Regions from separate parts of the Mus musculus genome. Here regions 1, 2, 3, 4, 5 and 7 are each linked to region 6. A link is a contact called in public Hi-C, HiChIP or PLAC-seq and promoter capture Hi-C data. All regions are on one chromosome and are shown on one strand. The core of a region is the stretch at or near the end of the contact, and the rest is flanking DNA. Distances in the headings are between cores, read along the strand shown. Region 1 overlaps Col23a1 (collagen, type XXIII, alpha 1). Region 2 holds the start of Rmnd5b (required for meiotic nuclear division 5 homolog B). Region 3 overlaps Hspa4 (heat shock protein 4). Region 4 overlaps Fstl4 (follistatin-like 4). Region 5 holds the start of Aff4 (AF4/FMR2 family, member 4). Region 6 holds the start of 9530068E07Rik (RIKEN cDNA 9530068E07 gene). Region 7 holds the start of Hspa4 (heat shock protein 4).

What was found. Promoter capture Hi-C pulls out the DNA fragments that hold promoters and counts their contacts. Hi-C and Micro-C count contacts between places; a contact is called where the count stands out from the background. HiChIP or PLAC-seq counts read pairs in DNA pulled down with a chosen protein or histone mark.
Region 1: a contact with region 6 is called in a Hi-C map of regulatory T cells, with 3 times the contacts expected there. The contact joins the enhancer-like site here to the promoter of 9530068E07Rik in region 6. A contact is called at or near these places in 3 of 39 promoter capture datasets (the C10 cell line, neutrophils and pre-B cells) and 1 of 484 Hi-C or Micro-C datasets (regulatory T cells).
Region 2: an H3K4me3 HiChIP or PLAC-seq map of bone marrow-derived macrophages shows a contact between it and region 6, with 3 times the contacts expected there. The contact joins the promoter of Rmnd5b here to the promoter of 9530068E07Rik in region 6. A contact is called at or near these places in 4 of 39 promoter capture datasets (liver, pre-B cells and stem cell-derived epiblast-like cells) and 3 of 115 datasets of contacts at active chromatin or transcription factors (bone marrow-derived macrophages, double positive thymocytes and microglia).
Region 3: a contact with region 6 is called in a promoter capture Hi-C map of embryonic stem cells, with 8 times the contacts expected there. The contact joins the enhancer-like site here to the promoter of 9530068E07Rik in region 6. A contact is called at or near these places in 23 of 39 promoter capture datasets (the 3T3-L1 cell line, 3T3-L1-derived adipocytes, the C10 cell line and 14 more), 1 of 15 datasets of contacts at CTCF or cohesin (large pre-B cells), 10 of 484 Hi-C or Micro-C datasets (the 3T3-L1 cell line, the G1E-ER4 cell line, the HPC-7 cell line and 5 more), 24 of 115 datasets of contacts at active chromatin or transcription factors (DN3 thymocytes, VIP interneurons, bone marrow-derived macrophages and 15 more) and 2 of 9 other capture datasets (embryonic stem cells and liver).
Region 4: a contact with region 6 is called in an H3K27ac HiChIP or PLAC-seq map of DN3 thymocytes, with 17 times the contacts expected there. The contact joins the enhancer-like site here to the promoter of 9530068E07Rik in region 6. A contact is called at or near these places in 6 of 39 promoter capture datasets (cranial neural crest, frontonasal cranial neural crest, hippocampal neurons and 3 more) and 6 of 115 datasets of contacts at active chromatin or transcription factors (DN3 thymocytes, cardiomyocytes, embryonic forebrain and 3 more).
Region 5: a promoter capture Hi-C map of second pharyngeal arch cranial neural crest shows a contact between it and region 6, with 6 times the contacts expected there. The contact joins the promoter of Aff4 here to the promoter of 9530068E07Rik in region 6. A contact is called at or near these places in 8 of 39 promoter capture datasets (the C10 cell line, cranial neural crest, embryonic stem cells and 5 more), 5 of 484 Hi-C or Micro-C datasets (bone marrow-derived macrophages, cortical neurons, embryonic stem cells and 1 more) and 18 of 115 datasets of contacts at active chromatin or transcription factors (the NIH/3T3 cell line, VIP interneurons, bone marrow-derived macrophages and 13 more).
Region 7: a contact with region 6 is called in an H3K27ac HiChIP or PLAC-seq map of bone marrow-derived dendritic cells, with 19 times the contacts expected there. The contact joins the promoter of Hspa4 here to the promoter of 9530068E07Rik in region 6. A contact is called at or near these places in 11 of 39 promoter capture datasets (the 3T3-L1 cell line, the C10 cell line, embryonic stem cells and 6 more), 6 of 484 Hi-C or Micro-C datasets (B cells, CD8 T cells, bone marrow-derived macrophages and 2 more), 35 of 115 datasets of contacts at active chromatin or transcription factors (acute myeloid leukemia, bone marrow-derived dendritic cells, bone marrow-derived macrophages and 23 more) and 4 of 9 other capture datasets (adipose tissue, embryonic stem cells, macrophages and 1 more).

What each region holds. Positions count from the first base shown.
Region 1 is chr11:51,537,956-51,541,182 of GRCm38.p6, forward strand. The region is part of intron 5 of Col23a1 (collagen, type XXIII, alpha 1); the gene reads left to right. Among named protein-coding and RNA genes, the nearest start is that of Phykpl, 45 kb to the right of the region's middle. Within about 2 kb of position 1,901, at least 38 of the 459 cell types and tissues checked have an H3K27ac peak or open chromatin away from gene starts, as enhancers often do. A contact at or near this core is called in regulatory T cells, where this site is marked.
Region 2 is chr11:51,634,602-51,637,742 of GRCm38.p6, forward strand. It overlaps Rmnd5b (required for meiotic nuclear division 5 homolog B), which reads right to left and starts at 1,295. Exons shown (of 10, transcript NM_025346.1): 1 at 989-1,295.
Region 3 is chr11:53,259,404-53,262,577 of GRCm38.p6, forward strand. It overlaps Hspa4 (heat shock protein 4), which reads right to left. Exons shown (of 19, transcript NM_008300.3): 18 at 2,861-3,022; 19 at 411-2,412. The coding sequence ends at 2,209. Among named protein-coding and RNA genes, the nearest start is that of Hspa4, 39 kb to the right of the region's middle. Within about 2 kb of position 1,403, at least 19 of the 459 cell types and tissues checked have an H3K27ac peak or open chromatin away from gene starts, as enhancers often do. A contact at or near this core is called in embryonic stem cells, where this site is marked.
Region 4 is chr11:53,138,828-53,141,991 of GRCm38.p6, forward strand. All of the region lies in intron 7 of Fstl4 (follistatin-like 4), which reads left to right. Among named protein-coding and RNA genes, the nearest start is that of Gm11186, 20 kb to the left of the region's middle. Within about 2 kb of position 1,839, at least 14 of the 459 cell types and tissues checked have an H3K27ac peak or open chromatin away from gene starts, as enhancers often do. A contact at or near this core is called in DN3 thymocytes, where this site is marked.
Region 5 is chr11:53,349,310-53,352,329 of GRCm38.p6, forward strand. It overlaps Aff4 (AF4/FMR2 family, member 4), which reads left to right and starts at 1,458. Exons shown (of 21, transcript NM_033565.2): 1 at 1,458-1,820.
Region 6 is chr11:52,394,776-52,397,715 of GRCm38.p6, forward strand. It overlaps 9530068E07Rik (RIKEN cDNA 9530068E07 gene), which reads left to right and starts at 1,653. Exons shown (of 3, transcript NM_153117.2): 1 at 1,653-1,828. The coding sequence starts at 1,693.
Region 7 is chr11:53,299,134-53,302,021 of GRCm38.p6, forward strand. It overlaps Hspa4 (heat shock protein 4), which reads right to left and starts at 1,346. Exons shown (of 19, transcript NM_008300.3): 1 at 927-1,346. The coding sequence starts at 1,033.

The DNA.
Region 1 (3,227 bases), core at 651-3,150, 860 kb before region 6:
GTGTGTGTGTGTGTTTGGCAGTACTAGAAATTGAAAATAGATTTTAATTGCACACTAGGCAGTCTTCCACTGTGCTCTACCTCCAGCCTCCGGAAATACTTCTGATGACCAGCATTTTAAATAATGTTTTCCTCCCACCACATGTTTTAAAGGTCTCCTGCTTTTGAGGCAGAGGCAGAAGGAAGGAGGAATCTCACCAGGAGAAGTCTACAGTAGTTTATTGACAAAGATAGAATTGAAAACTGAGATAGAAGAGTTGCCAGGACATGAGGCTCAGCCTGAGCAAAAACCTTCTGTTAGGATCTGGGGCCTGCTATATGGCTCAGCAGGCAAAGGTGCTTGCTGCGAAGCCAGACCACTAAGTTCACTCTCCAAGACCCCCATGGTGGAAAGAGAAAACCGACGCCTGGGAGTTGTCCTCTGACCTTCAAGTAATTACCACGACACTCTCAACCCGCACAACACACAATAAATAAACACAATAAAAAATTTTAATGAGGAATCAGATCTTCATGGGGCATGAGGCAGGTCCCACTGGAATCAGAAACCCTCACGCAGGCATCTCCCAGGACCGAGCACCACCCACAGGCCCCGTCTGGTTAAACTCACAGTACCCAGGGAGGCAGGACCTGCAAAGCCTCCAACATCAGTCAGGCATCGACAGCTGAGGTCCCAAAGGACAGAGTAAGCTGGGGGCTGAAATGTGGTCTTTGAGACAGGGCTCCAGCCTGGGACCAATTTCCAAGTGAATAACTCAATTGGACTGTTTGGAATTAATCAGGCGAACAAAAAAAAAAAAAAAAAAAAAAAAAAGCCATGACCACCACACACTCAGACGCTTCCTTACACTCTTCCAGTTCAAAAACAGCTTTGATTGTAAAAATGTAATTAGTTAAATGATTCATCTGTAATACCCCCCAAATTCATATGCTTTCTTAAATTCTAACATCCCCTGGCTCACTCCCATCTGACCCCTGCGGGGCAGCTCCCAGCCCCCAAGATGCTGGGCAGAGGGAGGAGGGGTGAACACCCACTTCCTGAGTCCCCCATAATAGTCCCCAGATTGGAACCTCAAAGACAGAGCCAGCTGGGCTTGCAGAAGAGGTCCTCCATACGGGCTTCCTTCCCAGCCTTCCCCCAGGCAGAACAAAACAGGTACTTCTTCAGTCCTGCCATGGTCGGGGTGAGGCTCTCCATTCCTCAGTTTCCCATCATGTCACGTGTGAGGCAGCCAAGGAAAGAGAGATGACCACAGGCAGTCATGGGGCCTGCGCTTTGGGTCCGCTGCTCAGGTTCCAGGGCCGCACACCCTCTCCTGTTTCTGCACCTTCCTGGTACAGGGGCCTCCTGCCCACAGGTCACTCTGGAAGAGGAAACAGTACCACAAGAGGCCAGCAGAGGAGAATGGGCCGGCTGCTTACTGGTTGCCAGCAACCAGCCATGGAGTGGTACCTGCAGACTGGCTGCTGCCTGGCACCTCTCTTCATTTCACCACACACAGCCTACTGCGTGGAGGAGCCTGTTCACAGAACTGGGCCAAGTCATAAAAAGACTGGGGAGAAGACAGTATGTGAGTAGGAAGCTGTTCCTGCCGCCTCCCATGACTTGAGAAAGAATGAGTTTGGGGTCCCCATAGACTGTGCGATCTCAGGCATATCTCACTCCTCATAGATATTATGTTCTTTGCATCCCTGGTAGCAATTAGGAGATCCAAGTGGATGGTTCCTGGGAGCTCCAGGACTGGGCACTCATACCGGGTTCAGTGAATGACAGTTCCTGTCGCTTAATGATCATTCAGTCCAGCAGGGGGAGCCCTTGAGGCTAGCAAGCTTTGCCTGGGTGAGCATACTAAGTACAGAGCCTCTAGCGCTGTGACACCAGGGCAGGAGTTGGCTTTCACTAGCAGATAACAAATCAAGGGCGCCCCCTAGTGCTCACCGGCGTTCAGACACCGGGGCTGGTGGGAAATTGGACCTTTCGTTCATGGAATCACTGTCATGTGTAAACATTGTTCAACAAACGTTTATTCTCAGCTCCGGGCAGTTTGGCATTTTACAGATAGTAGCAAGAAATCCATCCTAGAAGCCTACGACTGATCCAGAGAAAGATCCACAAGTCACCTAAGCTCCAGCTTCACATTAGGCTGTGGTCAGTGTCAAGAGGGTTTAGTAGCTGTGAGCACCTACCTACCTGCAAACCCACATCAGGCGGGGACAGGGCTGCAGCCTCAGGAAAGGGAGGTGTGATATAAGAACAAAAACTGAAGTAGGGGGCTGGGAATATAGCTGACTTTGTAGTCTGTGTGCCTAATATAAATAAGGCCTTGGGTTCTATGGGGATCCTCCCCCTTTTTTTTTTTTTGTAAAGATTTACGTATTTATTTAATGAATGTGAGTACAGTGCAACTGTACAGATGGTTGTGAGCCTTCATGTGGTTGTTGGGAATTGAATTTTTAGGACCTCTGTTCCCTCTGGTCAACCCCGCTCATTCTCGTTGGCCCGGCTGACTTAGTCCCTGCTTGCTCTAGCCCAAAGATTTATTTATTATTATACATAAGTACACTGTAGCTGTCTTCAGATGCACCAGATGAAGGCGTCAGGTTTCATTACAGGTAGTTGTGAGCCACCATGTGGTTGCTGGGATTTGAACTCAGGACCTTCGGAAGAGCAGTCAGTGCTCTTACCCGCTGAGCCATCTTGCCAGCCCTATGGGAATAATTCCTACGCCACATTAAAAAAAAAAAAAAAAAAAAAACAGTCATGAAAGCCAGGCTGTGGTGGTGTGCGCCTTTAATTCCAATACTTGGGAGACAGATCTCTGAGTTCAAGGCCAGCCTGGTCTACAGAGCAAGTTCCAGGACTGCTAGGGCTACACAGAGAACCCTGTCTCAAAAGAACACAAGCAAACAAACAAAAAACAGGCATTATGGTACTCACCTAAGCTATGTGAAACCCTTCCTCAACACAGAACAGCGACGAGCAAACACCTTTCATCTCAGCAGTAAACAGGCAGATCACTGAGTTTGAAGCCGGCCTGATCTACAGAGTGATCAGTGAGACCCTGTCTCAAAGAAAAAGAAAAGCCAAAAACCAAGCATAAGCCAGGTGGGTGCTGACAAAAGTGAGGTTCAGAAGTCCCCACCCCCAGACAGAGTCAGGCTGATAAGGAGCACTCGGTTGAGGCAGCCAGCCTCACTAAGGAGTCAACTGTGCCCTTCCTCTGATGT
Region 2 (3,141 bases), core at 45-2,544, 760 kb before region 6:
CAAATAGCCCAGATTCTGTTCTCAGCACCCACATGGCAGTCACAACTTCCTGTAAGTCCAGTTCTAGAGACCCTGAAGCCCTCTTCATCCACTGCATCTCGTGGTGCACAGACACACATGAAGGCAAAAGGTCCCCATACACCTAGAAATAAGAAGTTTAAAAAAAATATCTGTTGGGTGTGGTGACTCACACCTTTAATCCCAGAACTAAGGATGCAGAGGCAGGCAGATCTGTCTGACTTCAGACTGGCCTGGTCTACACAGTGAATTCCAAGACAGCCAAGGCTATGTAGAGAAATGCTGTCGTCATCGTCGTTGTCATCATCGTCATCATTATAAAAGAAAATAAATAAATCTGAGGTTGGGTATGGTGGTGCAGGACTTTAACCCACCCCACCCCCCAACACATGGGAGGCAGAAGCAGATGCATCTTTGTGAGTTCAAGGCCAGCCTGGTCTACTTAGAAAGCTCCAGGGCAGCCTAGGCTATAAGAGACCCTGTCTCAAAGACAACAAACAAACAAACAAAAGAAAAACAAAAGTTCTATCCAAACAAACTCCCTGGTGATGCTCACTCCAATGACTCTCCCCATCACTTGCCACACTCTACCACCACCAGCCTTTCTGTTCCAGGGTACATCCAGTTTATTTCTGCCTCTATCCTCTTCTCGGAACACTCTCTCACATCTTCCCATGGCTGGCTCCTTATCTAGGTCTCCACACACGTGTCATCTTTTCAAACCACAGTATCGAATGCCCTGTATTTTACACTCAAACAAATCATATCCCTACAAATACTAGAAAGTTTCACATTGTCACTTCTTCACCTAAAACTGAAAGGACAGGAAAGCCCACCATTTACCCTAGGGGCATGCCACGACCCCGACTTGACCCGCATAGTAGTGCAAAGACTGACAAACTCCTACTTATCCTCCCAGAGACCCTCCTGCAGTGCCCTGCCGGAACCCCGCCACCCACTGGCTGCTTACCTCTGACTCAGTCAGGTGCACTAGGACGGGACGTCGGAGTCCGGGCGACTCCACCAGCCCTTGGAGGGTGTGGCCGACGACTGCTCCAGGCTTTGGTCGGGGCGCCCCGCACCCCGGGACCGGGAGCCGGCAGGCTGTCACCTAGTCTTGCAGCTCAGCCCGCTTCCGGCGCCGCTGTCATCGGAACCGGAAGGCGCGGCGGTTGCCTCTCGGGTGGGTCCGGGCTCGCCCATGCGTGGTGTCGCGGAGCGTGGGGAGACAGTGTGTCTCGCCCGCGGCTTTGCAAGGAATGCCGAATGAATCGTTCGCCGGAGCCAGGCAACAGTTAGCGCCTGCGCAGTGCCGGGACGCCTGGCCTCTGCGATCCGGAGCAAACCTGGGTTTCCGCGCGTCAGAACCACCGACGGGTTGTCACGAGTTTCTACCGGAAGTATTAGCTGGCGCACCTGCCTAATCCGGGCCCCCAACCACAGTAAACTAGGTCTTAAATGTCCAGGCTGGGATAGGGGACACGGAGGCAGGACGAGCGCCGGGAGTTCCAGGCCAGTCTAGACTACAAAGCGACACTCTGGCTCAGAAAATAAACAAAGCTGGGTATTGTGGTACCCGCCTATAATCTTATAATTATAAGAAGATCAGAGATCCAGGGATACAAAGTGAGTTAGGCCAGCCTGAGCTACGACAGAGAGAGGGGGAGGACAGGGGGAGGGTTAAAGTACACGCAGGTCCCTTGGTCCACCCCCAGCACCCGAAAAATGAACATTTTAAGAGACCATTACATGTATGTGGTCCAGTGATTAAGTATTTCCTGCGATGCATTTTGAACTAGCAAATAATGTTAAAGGAAGAGTCTGAGGTAACAGGGAAAGTGCTTGCAAAACAAGTGTGAGGGGCTGAGTTGAGATCCCAGGTACTGTTAGAAAGCTGGCTCGCACCTACTGGCGCGGGCCTGTAATTGCAGGAGTGGGGTTAGCAGAGACTTAAGGATTCTTGTGTTTGCCTGCCAGCTAATGTAGCTAAAAAGCAGAGCTCTAGGATCAAGAGAATAAAGTGGAGAGTGTTGGAGCGAGACTCCCCAAATCCTTCTCTGGCCCTCACACACTTGTACAGGCAAGCACACCCACGTTCACATCACACACACACAATTTTTAAGAGTTCGGTTTTTGTTCTTACGGGCTCACCTAACCCTATGCATCCATAGCCCCCAGCCCAGCTGCTCTCTGTAAATAGCCCCTCTTTAGGGGCAAAATGAAATAGGGGTTGTATACATGCCCTAACTAAAAAGAATGAAGGAGCCGGGTGTAATGGCACACACTTTTAATTCCAGCACTGCGGAGGCAAAGGCAGGCAGATCTGAGTTTGAGACCAGGAAAAAAAAAAAAAAAAAGAAAAGAAAAGAAGAAAGAACCGGGCAGTGGTGGCACATGCCTGTAATCCTAGCACTTGGGAGGCAGAGACAGGCGGATTTTTTAGTTCGAGGCCAGCCTGGTCTACAGAGTGAATTCCAGGACAGCCAGGACTGCACAGAGAAACCCTGTCGAAAGAAAGAAAGAAAGAAAGAAAGAAAGAAAGAAAGAAAGAAAGAAAGAAAGAGAAAGAAAGAGAGAAAGAAAGAGAGAAAGAAAGAGAGAGAATCTTTTGAGAAAGGGTCTTTGATACCTACCCAGGACTGGCCTTGAACTCCTTACATCACGAAGGACCTCTTTCTACCTTCTGTGTACTGAGATTACAGGTGTGTGCACCATCACCTGGGGTCCTCCAGCAACTCATGCACTCCCCTCTCCCCGCCCCCGTTTTTTTCCTTTCTTTTTCTGGCTTTTCAAGACAGGATTTCTCTGTGTAGCCCTGGCTGTCCTGCAACTCACTCTGTAGACCAGGCTGGCCTCGAATTCAGAAATCTGCCTGCCTCTGCCTCCCAAGTGCTGGGATTAAAGGCGTGCGCCACCACGCCAGCTAGGCAGGGTTTTTTGTTTGTTTGTTTGTTTGTTTGTTTTTTGTTTTTATGAGTACACTGTTGATGTCTTCAGACACACCAGAAGAGGGCATCAGATCCCATTACAGATGGTTGTGAGCCACCATGTGGTTGCTGGAAATTGAACTCAGGACCTCTGGAAGAACAGTTGGTGCTCTTAACCGCTGAGCCACCTCTCCAG
Region 3 (3,174 bases), core at 153-2,652, 860 kb after region 6:
GCTCACTACTTCAACCCTATTGCCTCACCACAGGGCATGTCCCCAACTAGCCAGGCATCAGTTCCTAGCAGATTCTGGCCCTACTCAGTCCTGGCACTTATGTTAATACTCTGTGCCATCTACCTTCTACCATCAAATCTAAAGGCCAGCCTCGCAGAAGATTACTATACCAAGAACACTGGATTGCTATTCTCAGGGGCAGAGGGCTCCAAAATAAGCACACAGGCAAGCAGCTAAGGCAGGATGATGGACTGCATTCAGGCCAGCTTATTCTGTTGACAGTCTCCCCCAGCCTGCCCCTACCCACCCACCCACATATATAACTACTCAAGTAAGTCCCCTACACACACACACACACACACACACACACACACACACAAACAGCCCACTTAAGAAAATTAAGAAAACCATTCAAGTTAAGACAGGTTTCTTTTATTAGTTTTTCCTAAACTTTGTCTCATGTTAACTGTTTTTCTTAGTGTAAGAATGTGACCTAGAGTTTTTAACAAACCAGTTTGGATAATGCAACCCGGATAAACACTTGTTTGCACACAAGTCATCAGTTGCCATCTGGCCAGCCTCCACATACATCCAATCGGTCTACAGACATAGCAGAAGCAGACCATCTGATTTCTAGCTTTTAATCTTAAACTTCAAATTCACCCCCATCCCAGCACCCAAACCCTCCCACCCCCACCCCCACACACAAATGTTTATGAGTTCTTCATTAAGGACAGTCAGTTGCATAAGAGCTGGCTTAATCCTGCAGCCTGCATTTGAAAAAGCTCTTGGCCTCAGAGCAAGGCCAGTGGGAACTCTTACAGCACTCAAGGAAGCAGAGCATACATTTGGCCTGGGGTTCCAGGCCTGTACTGAGCGGGAGTCCAGCTGCTCACATAAGCATGCATTCCTTCCTTTCCAACTGCCTCTAGAGCACTTGAGAGCTATAGCACTTCCTGTGTGGACAGACAGATGCATAGTGATTCTAACTATGCATGGTTGAACCCTATTTCCAACAAGCAAAAATAAACAGAGGCTCTGTTACAGAGATCAGCGATTACAAAGACCCAGAACATAACCGACACTTGTAACTAAGGCAGGTAACCAGCTCTGACCTCTACTGCAGGCATCCACCCTTGTTTGCAGAACATCTCTTTCCTGTAGACTGGCCCCAGGAGTATGTGGTGCCCTGACACTGGCTTCAGTCGGCAATGAGGTGTTCTTGTGACCTTGGGCACCTTGTCTTTTATACCAATTTCAGACTTGTCCAGGGCAACGCAGTGCAATAGCTTTACAATCTGTCAGCTGTTTTAACATACAGATTGGCAGATTCAAGACACATTAACACAAAAGATACCAAACAAAGAGCCTCGAACTCTCATCCTGTCCCATTCAAACTTCTAATTTACATACATCTACCACCACTCGAGCGGGTCAGGGTACAAATCTTTCCACCATACTAAGGATGGACTGCTCAGATTTACCATGCCTACACCCAACTGTGTTATTTACAACCCAACCTTAAGGTTAAACTACACTTTGATGCTTCAGTATTAGTGAATGTACTTTTAGGAAGTACAGGAAAGCAGAGTCCCTTGACACACTAAAGCTCGCTCTAAGTGAAGAGGGCACATAGCATTTATACTGCTTAAGGATGGAGGAGGAAGACTGGGCTGGGGATAGAGGGATGAGAGCAGGCTCTGCTGCGCTCTGCACTCTCCTAGTGTTAATCCATGCTTGGCCATCCTGACCCTCAGAAATGGAGAAAGCACCAGCCCCACAACCCCACAGGCAGAGAATGCTGGTGGTGATCTCCACCTAGACCTTCCAAGGCGTAATACGAACTTCTGTCATGTATAAGGAAAAGCCTGCCTGGTGGCTGTCGCGGCTTTTGTTAGAGCTCAGTTTCCCCAAACACACTTCACCTTGTAGAAGCATGATTAAAACAAGGATGGAGGCGAGAGCTCAGATAGACTAGCTGGGCTCTTAAACAGGACCGTAATGAAGAGAGAACAGTGCACTTCATCTCTGGATCTAACTATTTAGAAGTCAAAATGCTCTGTATATTACCTATATACCCCACCCCCGAGGTCCCCTAAAAACTGACTAAGAAATCTCCAGTATTTGCTTGCTCTAGTTGATATTCAGAACAAAGTTGACAACTTAAAGCTTTATAATAGTCTGTTTTAATATAAACAAGTGTTGGAATCAATCAATGTCCATCTCAGGAAGCTTCTTGTCGCCATCAGAAGGCACAGCTGTGTCTGCACCGTGCTCAGCAGCCTGGGAGCCTGGGTTGTCTCCTTGGCCATCCACTGGTCCATTCTGCTCAGCATGTTTTGGTTCCTCCTTTGGGGGTTCCACTTTGGGTTTGGGTTTTGAAATTATAGGACTGCAAATACTTGTCAGCTCCTAGAATGGTAAAGAAAACTATAGTTTCTTATAAATGAAACAAATTTTATATGACATGCTAAGTAAACCCCAATACCTAAGCCATAATGAAATCCCAACTGTTAATAACAAAGAGCTGCTAAGAAATGTCCAGGGCCCGGCATGGTGGCACACGCCTTTAATTCAGGCAGAGGCAGAGAGACAGAGGCAGATGGATTTCTGAGTTCAAGGCCAGCCTGGTCTACAGAGTGAGTTCTAGGAGAGCCAGGGCTATACAGAGAAACCCTGTCTCAAAAAAAAAAAAAAGAAAGAAAGAGAGAGAGAGAGAGAGAGAGAGAGAGAGAGAGAGAGAGGGAGAGAGGGAGGGAGGGAGGGAGGGAGGAAGGAAGGAAGGAAGGAAGGAAGGAAGGAAGGAAGGAAGAAAAAGAGGGGGGGGGGAGGAGAGAGAGTACACAAGGGCAAGAACTACCTTAATTTTAGCTTCAATCTCCTTTGTCTTGACAACTGGATCCACCGTCAGGCTCTGTTTGTTCTGCAGGTTAAGCTTGCTATTCATCCACTCCATCGCCTCATTGGTGCTTTTCTCTACCTTTGTCACGTCAGCAGCATCCAAGTGTTCATACTGGTCCTCCTACAAGTGGAGATGACAGTTAATTGGAAGATGAGCAACTCCCTACCCAGTATCTCCTCTCAAACATTTCTCATCTTGGGGCTGGAGAGACGGTTTGGCAGCTAAAGGCTCTTGTACAAAATCCAAGTTCAGTTCACTTTATCTTCATTGGG
Region 4 (3,164 bases), core at 589-3,088, 740 kb after region 6:
CTATGTCACTCATATAATGCCAGTAATAGGTGTCTCCCAGCAGCCAGAGCCCATGATAGCCCATGATAGTATTCATCCTGGAGGGAGTTACTCTGCCCAGACATAAGGATATCTTAGGAAACAGAAAGATGTCTACCATTTTAATGTCCTATTAGAAAGGGGGGAGGTTCTGCAGGGTCTGCCAATCCTGAGGGCCACACAGCTCAGTGATAAAAAAGCCACATTGGACTCTGGGATGTGTGTCTAAGTGTGTTTGTGTGTCTGTGTGTCCGTGTCCGTGTCCATGTGTGTGTGTGTGTGTGTGTGTGTGTCTGTGTGTGTGTCCGTGTGTGTGTGTGTGTGTGTGTCTATGTCTGTTTGTGTGTGTGTGTGTGTGTGTGTGTGTGTGTGTGTGTGTGTGTGTGTATGTGTGTATCCCGCACAGAAGCCATTTTGCTTTCTTGCCTAGATCACAAGAACCATGTCTCACCCTTCCCTGGCTAGCTTGTCCTGCACCCTCCCATCTCCTCAAGCTCAGAGCCAGGCTTTGGGGCTAAGCCTGGTCCATGTCAAAGGCAGCTAGCTGTATATGTTACCCCCCAGCCCCATGCTGGGCATCCGGAGGCAGGGGGTTGGATGCTGCCTCACTGTCTGCACAAAGCAAGCATACAAACCCACTCTGGGCCACAGTCTTCTGGTTCTCTAAGCACTCCAGGCTGAGTGAGGGATGCCCCGAACCCAGACTGTGTGTCACTGCCTGAATAGTGTCATGTGTCCTTTACCCCATGACTCCTTCATTCTCCCTGTCACCCAAAGTGTCATGGCACCTGCCCAATGAGGGGACAGAACAGGGACAGGGCATCCCTAAAGCTGCAGATGGTACCAGATCAGCAGAATCACTGAGTGTTGGTGTATTTTTCCTGTGGACTCCCAGCTGCTCCTGCCTTGTGGTAACTAACAGGTACCGGACTGGTCTCTTCGCAGCAACTGTATCCCTCCTCAGTACTGCATAAGGTGGGCAGGGTTAAACACTCAAAGGAGCTTCCTGGGGGCCTGTAGCCAGTCTGCCACCCAGTGGCACTCTTTGGGTTTAGTAACAGGACATAATACTTAGTGTCTGGCATTGCCATGCCCTGGGGCTGCCTCTGGCTGCCCCCTTCCCAACCTGCTTAAGGTCCTGAGGTCCGCCATCTGCATCCACTTGGCTGTGAGGTCAGGTATGAGGCTCTGACTTATTAGCTACTTCCCTCTGGCCCCAATGAGGACATTCCCGGGAGGAAAAAAAAAGTCTACGTGTGTGTGTGTGTGTGTGTGTGTGTGTGTGTGTGTGTGTGTATCTAAGGACCAAACCCAGGACCTTGTGCATGCTTAGCAAGTACTGTACCACTGAACTATACTCCCTGTCTCTCTTAGATTCTTCTCTTTAAAAAAGAAAAAAGTGAGGAGAGGGGTGATATGGGATAGCAAGGTGCCTCAGTGGGTAAAGACGGGCTTGCTGCCAAGCATGGTGAATCATTGCAACCACGTGCTAGGCAGAGATAACCAAGACTCTCAAGTTAACCTCTGCCCTTCACACCTGCACTCACCTATGTGCACACCAACACACACGCTGTGGTACACACACCCGTATCCACGCATATGCCTGTGTTACAGTATACAGGCCTGCATGCACACAGTACACACACCCGCATACACATATACTTGCTGTGAAATAAATAAATGTCTTTTAAAGATTTTAAAGACTTATCACACGCTCAGTATATTTCAAATAACGTAAAAGATCCAGTCTTTATTCAGTTGTTAGGTTTGAGGTTTCTGTGGGTTTGGCTTTTTTTTTTTCCTTCTTCTTTTCTTTTATTTTAACTGAAGCTCACTATTTGGGGCTTTCAACTGTTGGCAGGCAGAGTACAGTGATAAAAGCAGTGACACAAAGCCCACTAGAAGCAAGTGTCTGTGCCATTGTTTGAAGGGTCTGTTAAAAGGTTCCCGTTCCCCCATGGCTAAACTGTGTAAAACTGAGAACAAATATTTCTAATGAGGCATGTGCTTGGTCTCTCCAAATGTTTCTTTGGAAGTGAGTTATTTAAAAAAGAAAAGAGACCAAAAAGAAAATGATTTAGGAACTCATGACTCATTTCATTTTTATTGTCTTCGTATGAAGCAGTCGTGAATGCACTGTGGCGTGATGCGAGGCGTTTGATTAGCATGGAGAGCTGTTTGCCACACGGCAGACAGTAGCTGTCATTCTGCATTAAGATCATCTCATTAAACTCCTGGGTACATTTTGTTTTAAACTCTTGGAAAACACAGTGCTTGAAGGCGGGGCCAGTTCTTTCCAGCTTGGGTCACAGACCCTGGTGGTATCTAAACCTCCTGCCTTTTTTGATCTTTGGGTAGATTCACACTATTGGTGTGTTGTCCAGATTGATCCATGGGCTGGGGATGTGGGTTGGTGGATGGACTGTTTGTCTTGTTATGCACTGTTTGTGCATAACAAAGTGGGTTCAAAGTGGGTTCCATCCCCAGCACTGCGTAAACAGGGTGTGGTAACCGTAGCTCATAGGCAGTAGAGGCAGGAAGATAAGAAGTTGAAAGTCTTCTGTTTGCAAGTCAGAAGCCAGCCTGTGCCATGTGAGACCTTGTATTAAAAAGAGAAGAAAAGGGGCAGTCATGGAGGCCAGGTTTCAGGTCTGTGGTGTGCCAACTTGTGGACATGTGGGTCGACTGTCCCAAGTGCCTCCTCTGGCATTGGATCCCTGGGTACAGTCCTCCAGTTCACCTGTTCCTCTCTCTCAGTACTGCCTTCAGTACCTGACTAGACCCTCCATGCAGAGCCCACAGACTCACTGCCCAGCCAGTGGAGGAGGCTGACCAGTGTCCCCCTTGGTCACTGCAAGTTGGAGCCAAAGGATGCTCTCCAGAGCCTGCAGCCCCAGGACCACACCAGAACAGCTGCCTGCCTTGCCCTGTGCCCCACCCAGAGTACCTTCAGTGTTGTCTCTTTATTACTTTGTGTTGACTTTGTCCACTGCCCATGCTGCAGCCCTCATCCAGATACACAGCCTCATATCTGCTCAAGTCTGTAAGGGAACTTTCTGGGAGAAGCACATGTTCAGCTTGGAGAGGGTTTGTTTGTTGTAAATTAGGCTATCCTATAGCTCAGGTAGCTAAGGTTACCCTTGAAC
Region 5 (3,020 bases), core at 208-2,707, 950 kb after region 6:
CATCCATGTGTCTCCATCCTCAGTTTGGGCCCCTGTTGTAGCATTCAAGTGGCTGTCTATATGTGAGTGTGATGTGTGAATGTACCTGTTAAGGAAAGATATATATGTGTGCTACAGGGATAGAATTTAGGTCACCAAGATTGTGGGCAAGTGCCTTTAAGCCACTGAACTATCTCACCACCACCAGTATTTTTCATAAGGAAGTAGAAAAGATGGCCAGGCACACTGATACACTTCTTTAATCCCAGCACTTAGGAAGCAGAGGTAGAGGCAGGCAGATCTCTGAGCACCAAGCCTGCCTGTTTTACAAAGTGAGATCCAGGGCAACCAGGGCTACACAGAGGAAACCCTATGTAAAACTTAAGATTTATTTAGTGTTTTTCTTTTTGAGACAGGCTCTCACTATATATCCTTGACCTGCCCAGTGTTGGATATGTATATCAGCCTCACAGAAATCTTCCTCCCTCTGCCTCCAGAGTGGTGGGATTAAAGGTGTGCGCCAGACCATACCTCGATAGTGGTTTTGAGACATGGCTTAGAACTCGTGTGTAGTTGAGTGGATTTCCAAACTGTGAAATTACAAACTACAAATAACGAGTGAAGTGTTTCAAGATGTTAGAGGTGGAGAATCTGCATGAGGTACCATCAAATAAAGAAAGCAGATAAGAGACATGGGACACCAATGACAGGATTGTATGTTTTTCAGATGTAGAGGAAGAGGACACTTTTCTTGCGCTACTATTACTGGATTCTAGGAAACCTTAAAACTTTGTCTAATTACTGATTCCAATTAAATTATGGCTTGTCTGGACTAGCAGGATGTTAAGAGCGATGGTGTTTGTGTGTGTGTGTGTGTGTCGCCGTGTGTTGTTTTGACAGGGTTTTCTTAGTAGCTCAGATTGGCCTTGAATCCACTAAGTAGCCCACAGAGGCTGATATTTATTTATTTACTTATTTATTTATTTATTTATTTATTTTTTTAAGACGATGCAGGGCCGGCTTATCCTCCCACAGTAAGTCACACGCAGCAGTGGACGACGTCGCTGCGGACCTCCACGTCATCCTTCCCTCTCTACTCCTGCGGTGCGCTGCGGGACACGGGCGGCAGGGCCTGGGCCTTCACCTGCACCCCAAAACCGGTCGGCCGGGCTGCGCCCCGCCCCGCGGCGCCTCCCTAGCGGGCTGCGCAGGAGGGCGTGTGCCCCGGGCCGGGTTCTGTCCCCGGGTCTGACGCTGGTGCGGCCCCGCGGAACCTGCTGCGACCCGCGCTTCGCATCCCCGCTCCCCAGCCCCGGGCCCAGGCGCCCCCGCACGTCAGCCCGCGCGTCAGCCCCGCCGACGCCGCCTCCAGAGCAGCAGCAGGGCCGCAGCCCCCGCGCTGCCTGCGGGAGGGGCGCGGCCTGGTCACGTGACGCTCGCAGCAGCCCGGCCCTGGTCACATGGGCCGCGGCCACTGCGTCAGTCCCAGTCCCGGCTGCGGGAGTCGAGTCGTCGCCGCCGCCGCCGCCACCGCCGCCCCCAGCGGACGGGGCGGGGATCTTGGTGCCAGGGCCCCGTCAGCCCGCCCCCGCCTCAGTCACCCGTCCGGGGCTCGGCCGGGCCGTCATGGAGCGGGGCGGAACCCTGGCGTCCGCGGTGTGAGGTGCGCCGCCTCGGCTCCCCGTGGCCTCCGGATCGGCCGCTGCCCCTCGCCCCAGGCAGCCGGTCGCCGCCTCCTGGGCGGGCCCGAATGCGCGTCCGGTGAAGGTGCAGGCCGGGCGCCGCCGCCGCCGCAGCCGCGGTCGGGAAATGGTTCGGGCCTAGCGGAGCGGGGACTGGAGGTGAGAAGCCGCCTGACTGCCTGCCTGACTGACTGACTGACGTCTGAGGCGCGGCCGCGCCGCGGGGAAGGCGAGGCTCCGGCCGCTGACGCTGGCGGAGACCCGCGGGGCGGGGGGCCCCTGGATCCGGCTTCGCCCTACGTTTTCTCGTCCCACTTTCTCTCCGAAATCAATTTCAAACAAGAAAAATCATTTTTTTTTTCTTTAAAGGCCAAGCCGTTCCCATCCGACATTCCAGACGCCCATCATCTGGCCGTTTCTTCTTTTTTTCCTCCCCCCCCCCCCCCGTTGTCCCTTCCTCCATTCCTCCCTTTGATTCGGTCGGCGGATTTATCCTTTGAAAAATTTTTCCTTCGTCTGACTCAAGTCATTCCTAGTTAAAGAGAAAATAGGCCCAGATTCTGGCTATCATTTCTCAACTAGTTCTCGCCTTCCTTCTCGCGATCCTGCGCACCTCCCCCCACCCCCACTCTCCCACCTCCCCTCCACCGAAAGAAAAAAAAAAGGGGGGGAGGCTGGGGGGGTGTTAATTTCCGTCCTTGATGGTCGATGGGGTTTGAGTGGAAAAATGGGAACCTGGGTTGGAATAGGAGAAACCCTCCTTCCCGCTCGGAACCGGCCTGGTACCTGGCGATCGCCATGGCCGGGCTTTGGGTATTGATGTTTAGGCCTCCCCAGCTGCCTGTGCGCAGGGTTAATCTCGTAATTGACGTCAGTGCTTTGTTCCTTCCACTTTGCTGTTGCTTCCCACTCTCTGAGAACGGATCATGGGGTACAGGAGCCCAGGGTGTTTGTGGGGTCTCCTTATTAGGCTTTTCATTCACAGATGACACCTTTATGGGGAGTCGAGAGCCCTGATCTGAAAATGGTTGTGAGTGAAGTTCGAACCAAGAGTTCGATTCAGGGTTCTCCGAGTTTCGTCAGTTGCAAGTCAGAATTCTGGTTTTTCTTCCCCGCTGAGGTTTTAAACTGAAGCTAGCCTCCTTTCCAGTGCCGGAATCTAAGCCCTAGGTGCCCGTGAATAGGCTGTTTGTGTGACATTTAAAATGTGTGCTTTTTGTGGAGCCGAGGTGGTGGTGGGGGGAGGTTCAAAGCTTAAAGCTTTGTTTCCATGTTGATTCTCCGAAGCTTTATAAACTCTTTTGTTTGGATGGTCCTTTTAACTTATCAGTATTGAAATGTTTATGAGATTCTTTTTAA
Region 6 (2,940 bases), core at 403-2,902:
AAAGCAAGGAAATTGGCTAGAAAGTCAGAAGGAGACACTGGCATTGAGAATAGGTTCAAATGTTCCAAAGACATACGTCTATCACTTTTTACATTTTGTAAAACAAACCTCTCAGTATACAAAAATATAACCCAGCAAGTGGGAGGTGAAGGTGAAGGAGTTCAAGGTTATCCACTGGGTAGAAAGGGATTTTGAATGCCGGTGCCTGGCAAACACAGAAGTGGATGCTCACAGTCAGCTATTGGATGGAACACAGGGCCCCCAAAGGAAGAGCTAGAGAAAGTACCCAAGGAGCTAAAGGGGTCTGCAACCCTATAGGTAGAACAACAATATGAACTAACCAGTACCCCCGGAGCTTGTGTCTCTAGCTGCATATGTAGCATAAGATGGCCTAGTCGGCTCGGCCATCATTGGGAAGAGAGGCCCCTTGGTCTTGCAAACTTTATATGCCTCAGTACAGGGGAACGCCAGGGCCAAGAAGTGGGAGTGGGTGGGTAGGGGAGTGGGGGGGGATATGGGGGACTTTTGGGATAGCATTTGAAATGTAAATGAAGAAAATACCTAATTAAAAAATAAAATTAAAAAAAAAAGGAATTTTGAGGCCAGCCTGGGCCACTTGAGATCTTGTTTCAAAACCAAAACCAAAAGGGTGCTGGAGAAATTATTCAACAGTTTAGAGCAATTGTGCTTGTAGAGGACCAGGGTGTGGTTCCCAGGAGCCACATGGGGTGGCTCATAATCACAGCAACCTCCAGCTCCAGGGGAGTAGACGCCCTCTTCTGGCACTGGAGGGCATTTGAACTTACACACAATTTTACTCTTTCTTTATTGTTTCTTTAATGCTTATTTTATCATTATTATTTTTTGAGACAGGGTTTCTCTGTGTAGCCCTGGCTGTTCTATAATCGCTTTGTAGACCAGGCTGGACTCGAATTCACTTAGATTTACCTGCTTCTGCGTCCTGAGTGCTGAAACTAAAGATATGCACTATCACACCTGGCTAGTTTTAATTCAGAAATGATTGCTTGCATATATGTTTGTGTACCCCATATGCCTAATGCCTGTGGAGATCAAAAGAGGTCTTATAGTCAGATCCCCTGGAACTGGAGTTAGAGGTGGCTGTGAGCTGTTTAATCTGAGTGCTGGGAACCAAACCCAGTCCTTTGCAAGAGTAGCAAATGCTCTCAACAGCTGAACATTCTCTCCAGCTCCATATATATATATATAATCTTTCTTAAGTGTATTAAACTTGTGTGTAGTTGTTTTACTTATGAGTTTCTGCATCAGTTATACGTCTAGTGTTTGAGGATGCCTAAAGAGGGCACCGTATACCCTGGGACAGATGGGTGTGAGTCCTCACATACAGGGGTGCTTGGAATCGAACCCAGGAGCTCTGGGGGAATCAGCCAGTGCTCTTAAGCGATGACCCCTGAAATACATCTCAAAGATGACAACGATAAACCACAGAGCAAAACAAAAAACCACCAGTTGAAAATAAATCCGTCCCATTCGCCTTTTTTTTTTTTTTTTTTTTTAAGCACCCTTTTCTACACTCCCACGCTAACCTTTCGGGTTCAGAGATGCAACGTCATCACGCCGGGACGTAGCTGCTTCGGGAGTGCGCTTCGGACGCGTATCTGACGTCACCTCGCAGAACCTAGCAACAGCGCAGGCTCGGGGGCCGAGTCCGTTATGGCCGCCTCCGCCCTGGGCAGAATGTGCGGGGCTGCACGAGAGAAGCTGTCTCCCGGGCCGGGCGCCCGGGGCCTCGGGGCTCTGGCGCGATCTCTGGTGCTGGCGTTGCTGCTCGTGCCCGTCCTGTGCTCTGGTAATGAACGCAGGGAGACGGCGAGGGACCGGGTCGGGCCCGACGGGGACGGAGCGCCGCCGACTCACGGTGGTTCCCACCGGCCGAGTTCCCGCGCCCAGGGCTGGGCCCGAGTTGGGAAGCGCTCCCAGTGCGGTCTCCCCAGGCCTGAGAAGTGGGGTTGTGAGATTCAGAGACCCGAGTAGGTGGGCGGGGACGGGAAGTCCCCGTGTCGTGGACGGAGTCTCTGAGAATACACTCCCTGGAGGAAGGGCGCTCGGTGTGGAGGGGGGAGGTCCCCAAAATGGGGAGTACAGAGATCTCGCAGACTGGATAGGAAACAGGCCGAAGAGATAGTCGGAGTTGGGGAGAGTGATGTTAAGAGAGATGCTTGAGGTTAGAGGGACAAGCAAGGCTAGGCAAGTTTTTGTTTTGTTTTCCCCTTCGAAATGGTGAGGTCAGAGATAAAGATAGGGACAGCGACCCAGTGTTGGGACTGAATTGATTGACTGTTCCAGAGTGGAAGAGGGGAGGAGCTGTTTGTGGATTCCATCTCTGAGGTCTGAGAAGTTCTGGGGCTTTTGGTGTAGAGGCAGAGTCCGGGGACGCTGACCGGCTGAGGGCCTTGGAGGAGGAGTAGAGTTTAGAAACAAAGGGAGAGAGCGTGTCTGCGGCAGATGCCCTTCCTTGAGCTGAGGTTTTACCGAACGCCCTCTCGCCTCATTTGAGAAAAACTTTCTTTTCTTGCAGATGCTATAGCATAAATCAGGATATTAAAGCCGTTCTTGAAAGTGAAATCTGTAAACCGAGGCAGAGATTTAGCAGGAGAAACTGAGCATTGTTGAGTAGTCATATTTTTCTTTCTGTCCAGCGTGCAATCATTTTCTCCCCAAGTCTTTATTGATTTTTTTTTTCAGATGAAAACTTAATGTGAACTGGGGCTGACTTCCTTCTTTGCCCAGGGAGACTCTCCAGCCAATCACCCGTCCCTTTATTACAGTGCTGGGTTGCATACATAGTTTCCTTCCTCAGCAGCACTGAAAGCAGGCAGCTGACTGCCCTAACTGGAGGGTTTTGGAGTCTGTGGGAGGAAAGACTAGGTTTTCCAAGGCTCTTATATCTTGGGTAGAATG
Region 7 (2,888 bases), core at 96-2,595, 900 kb after region 6:
AGAGCTGGGATTAAAGGCCTGTGCCACCAGCGCCAGATAAATAAAATTTTAACGCACCTGTAATACCAGATTCTAGCAGACAGAAGCAGAATGAAAATTTTAGGTCATCCTGGGCTAAATGTGGGGGAAAAAATCCTACATATATCTAAAAAGTAGACTCCCTTTTACTCCAGCAAGCTCTGAGTGAGTCTTTTTTTTTTTTTTTTTTTTTTTTGCAGATTTGTCTATACTGGTCCCATAACTTCATGTAAGTTCTAGAAGTCAAACAGAGCCCTTGAGTCATGCATTAACAATTGTGGCAACCTTCCGGCTGGAATTCATTAGCATGAAAAACTAACGCTGTTAAGGAATAGGTGAGCAGCCTGGGTAAGGAATGACCCAACCTAACTCAATATCCAAAAACGAATGAAGGGAGTTAAAACGCTATCAAGAAAAGCATGGACTTTATTCAGGGCCTGCCGTGGGTACTCAGACTCCACATCTTCCGGGCGCCACCCCGCCCCCACTCACGTGGGACTCAGAGCGCTTCCCAGTCCCGAGGCCACAATCTTGCAAGTTAACTTTTATTAAATGCTCGCCGTGGGCCGAGTTTGAACCTCTATTGGATTCGACGAGCTCAGCAAGCCCTGGACCTCGTTTCAGACCGAACCACCCAAACCCTCCCCCCCCCCAAAAAAGGAGGTGAGAGCGGTCGGTCCATCCCACGGTCTCAGGCCCGCCTTCTCTTTCAGTTCCTGCTCCTGCCCTCCGCCGATCAGAGTACCGGCTCAAAGCCTTCGTTTGGCCCGCGCGAAAGGGCCTCGTGCCTGGCGCAGGCCCAGGATCCGAAGCAGGTGGCAGCCGCGGGCGACCCGGCACTCGGCGGGGGTCTCCTGCGGACCCTCGCCCGGAAAGCGAGGCGACCCCGCCAGCCAAGCCCCACTTACGGCGTGCAGCGGTCGCTATACTCGTTAGCGATCGTCTCGATGCCGCCGGCGCGGGCCACAGCGACATAGCAGCTCTGAAAGCCCAGGTCTATGCCCACCACCGACATGGCGCCGGCTACTGCTCCGGCTCGGGCCCAGGGCCGGCCGCCGACACTGCACACGGAACCCGGCGGGGTTGGCGCGTGGAAGAGGGCGAGCCGCGTGGGCCGGTGGAGCGCCGCGGCTGGGCGGGCGAAGCCGGACGACCGTCCGCTAGGAGGCTTGGGGCTTGGAGAAAGACGGGGGCCTCTACCGCTCGGGCCGCGGCTCCGGCTCCACGGCCGCAGAGGAGGCGCCGGTCGCGGAGGCGGAGAAGATCTCGAAGGCTCTCGTTGCAACAGGAGCAAGGTTGCAGCGCGAGAACTGCGCTGAAACGAAACGTTCTCGCGAGACCCCGGCTCAGACGCTTTTCCTCCCAAGGCTCCTCCCGTCTGACGAAGTCTGGCGTCACGTCCTGGCACAGGAACCGTGAAAGGAAGTGGGGGGACGGAAGCGGTCCGACGCGAAGTGGGCCACTGAGCCTGCGCGGAGAAGCCCCCCACAATCCTCCCTGAGCTGCAGGGCGCCTCCCATCCAGAAGTCAGGCGAGCGGGAGTGAGACAGTTCTTCGGGGAGCTGCATTGAACCCACTTCCGCCGTGCTCGTCACCGCGGAGGGACTTCCGGCAGTGACTTTGCAGGCTCTCTGCAGGGTTTTTTTTTTTTTTTTTAAGGCCCCACAGTGAACTCGAGTTAATCCTGCTAAGGGCGCTAAGGGTTTCAGCTCGGCTCTACGTAAAACTCAGTATTAAAACCAAGCGCTAACTAAAAGAATCCGAAGCCACGCTTCCACCTACTTTTAACCACTCACTTCCCGTGATCAGACGAGGGACCTTTCAGTCCTAGGTGTTTTCCCTGAGCTGGACACAAGGGTCCAAATCACATGCTCCGTGGAGTGGGAGGTCTAAGACCAGTGTCACGTTTATGTGAATGCTAACACATTATTATATAGAGTAGGTGGGGAGGGGACAGAATGTCCTGCAGGACAGTCCTCAAGGATGACCTTGAAATTCGGAAGCTCTTTTCTCCTTAGTGCTGGGACCCACTTACAGCCATGCCCCCACCCTGCGTTAAACTAAAGAATCTGAAACTATAGTGACCACTACGTTAGCCAGTTGCGGAAAGCTGGAGGGGAACCAGCTTCAACGCGTTTCTGATTATTACCAACCCAGAGTGCAGGAGGAAGATCCTAAGTTTCCCGGTTTCTGGCTGTTTTGTGGCTGAGGATATAGAGTACAGTGCTAGAACACTTGCAGGCTCAGGGCCTTGGACTGGATCCCCAACACCACAAAACTGAAAGGATTTTTAAATTTCACTTATTTGTCACCTCTTGTTCATAGGTGCCTAACGGTGTCCAACACAGTAAACCGTGCGGGAGAGATGGCTCCACAGTTAATACGTGCTGTGAAACCATACAGACTGGGGTTTGAATCCCAATCTCGATCTGTCATCGAGAACCTAGCAGGACAAAGACAAGAGGTTAACTGGAGGGGCTCCCTGACTAGCAGCCTAGTCCAAAAACTAGAGCTCCAGTTTCAGAGAGAGACCCTGCCTCCAAAAACTACATCAGAGAGCAACAGGGGATATCTGTTCTCCCTCAAGCCTCTGTGCAGCACATGGCCGCCCTCACAGAACATGGCCGCCCTCACAGCACTTCTACACGTGGATGCACGCGCGCACACACACTCTGGATTATCACCATCAGGAGAGAGCAAAGAGTTTCTAGTCAAAGGTAATAAGTGAGGGTTAATAGCCTAAAGCCCCCAGCACCTGAGAAACTCCCTTCGGGTACTTAGGAGTAGAAAAGCTCCAGACCAGGGATCAACATGTCAGACTCCTGGCATAGATGCCAACATAGTAAGGACTCCACCAAAATGTATGTGCA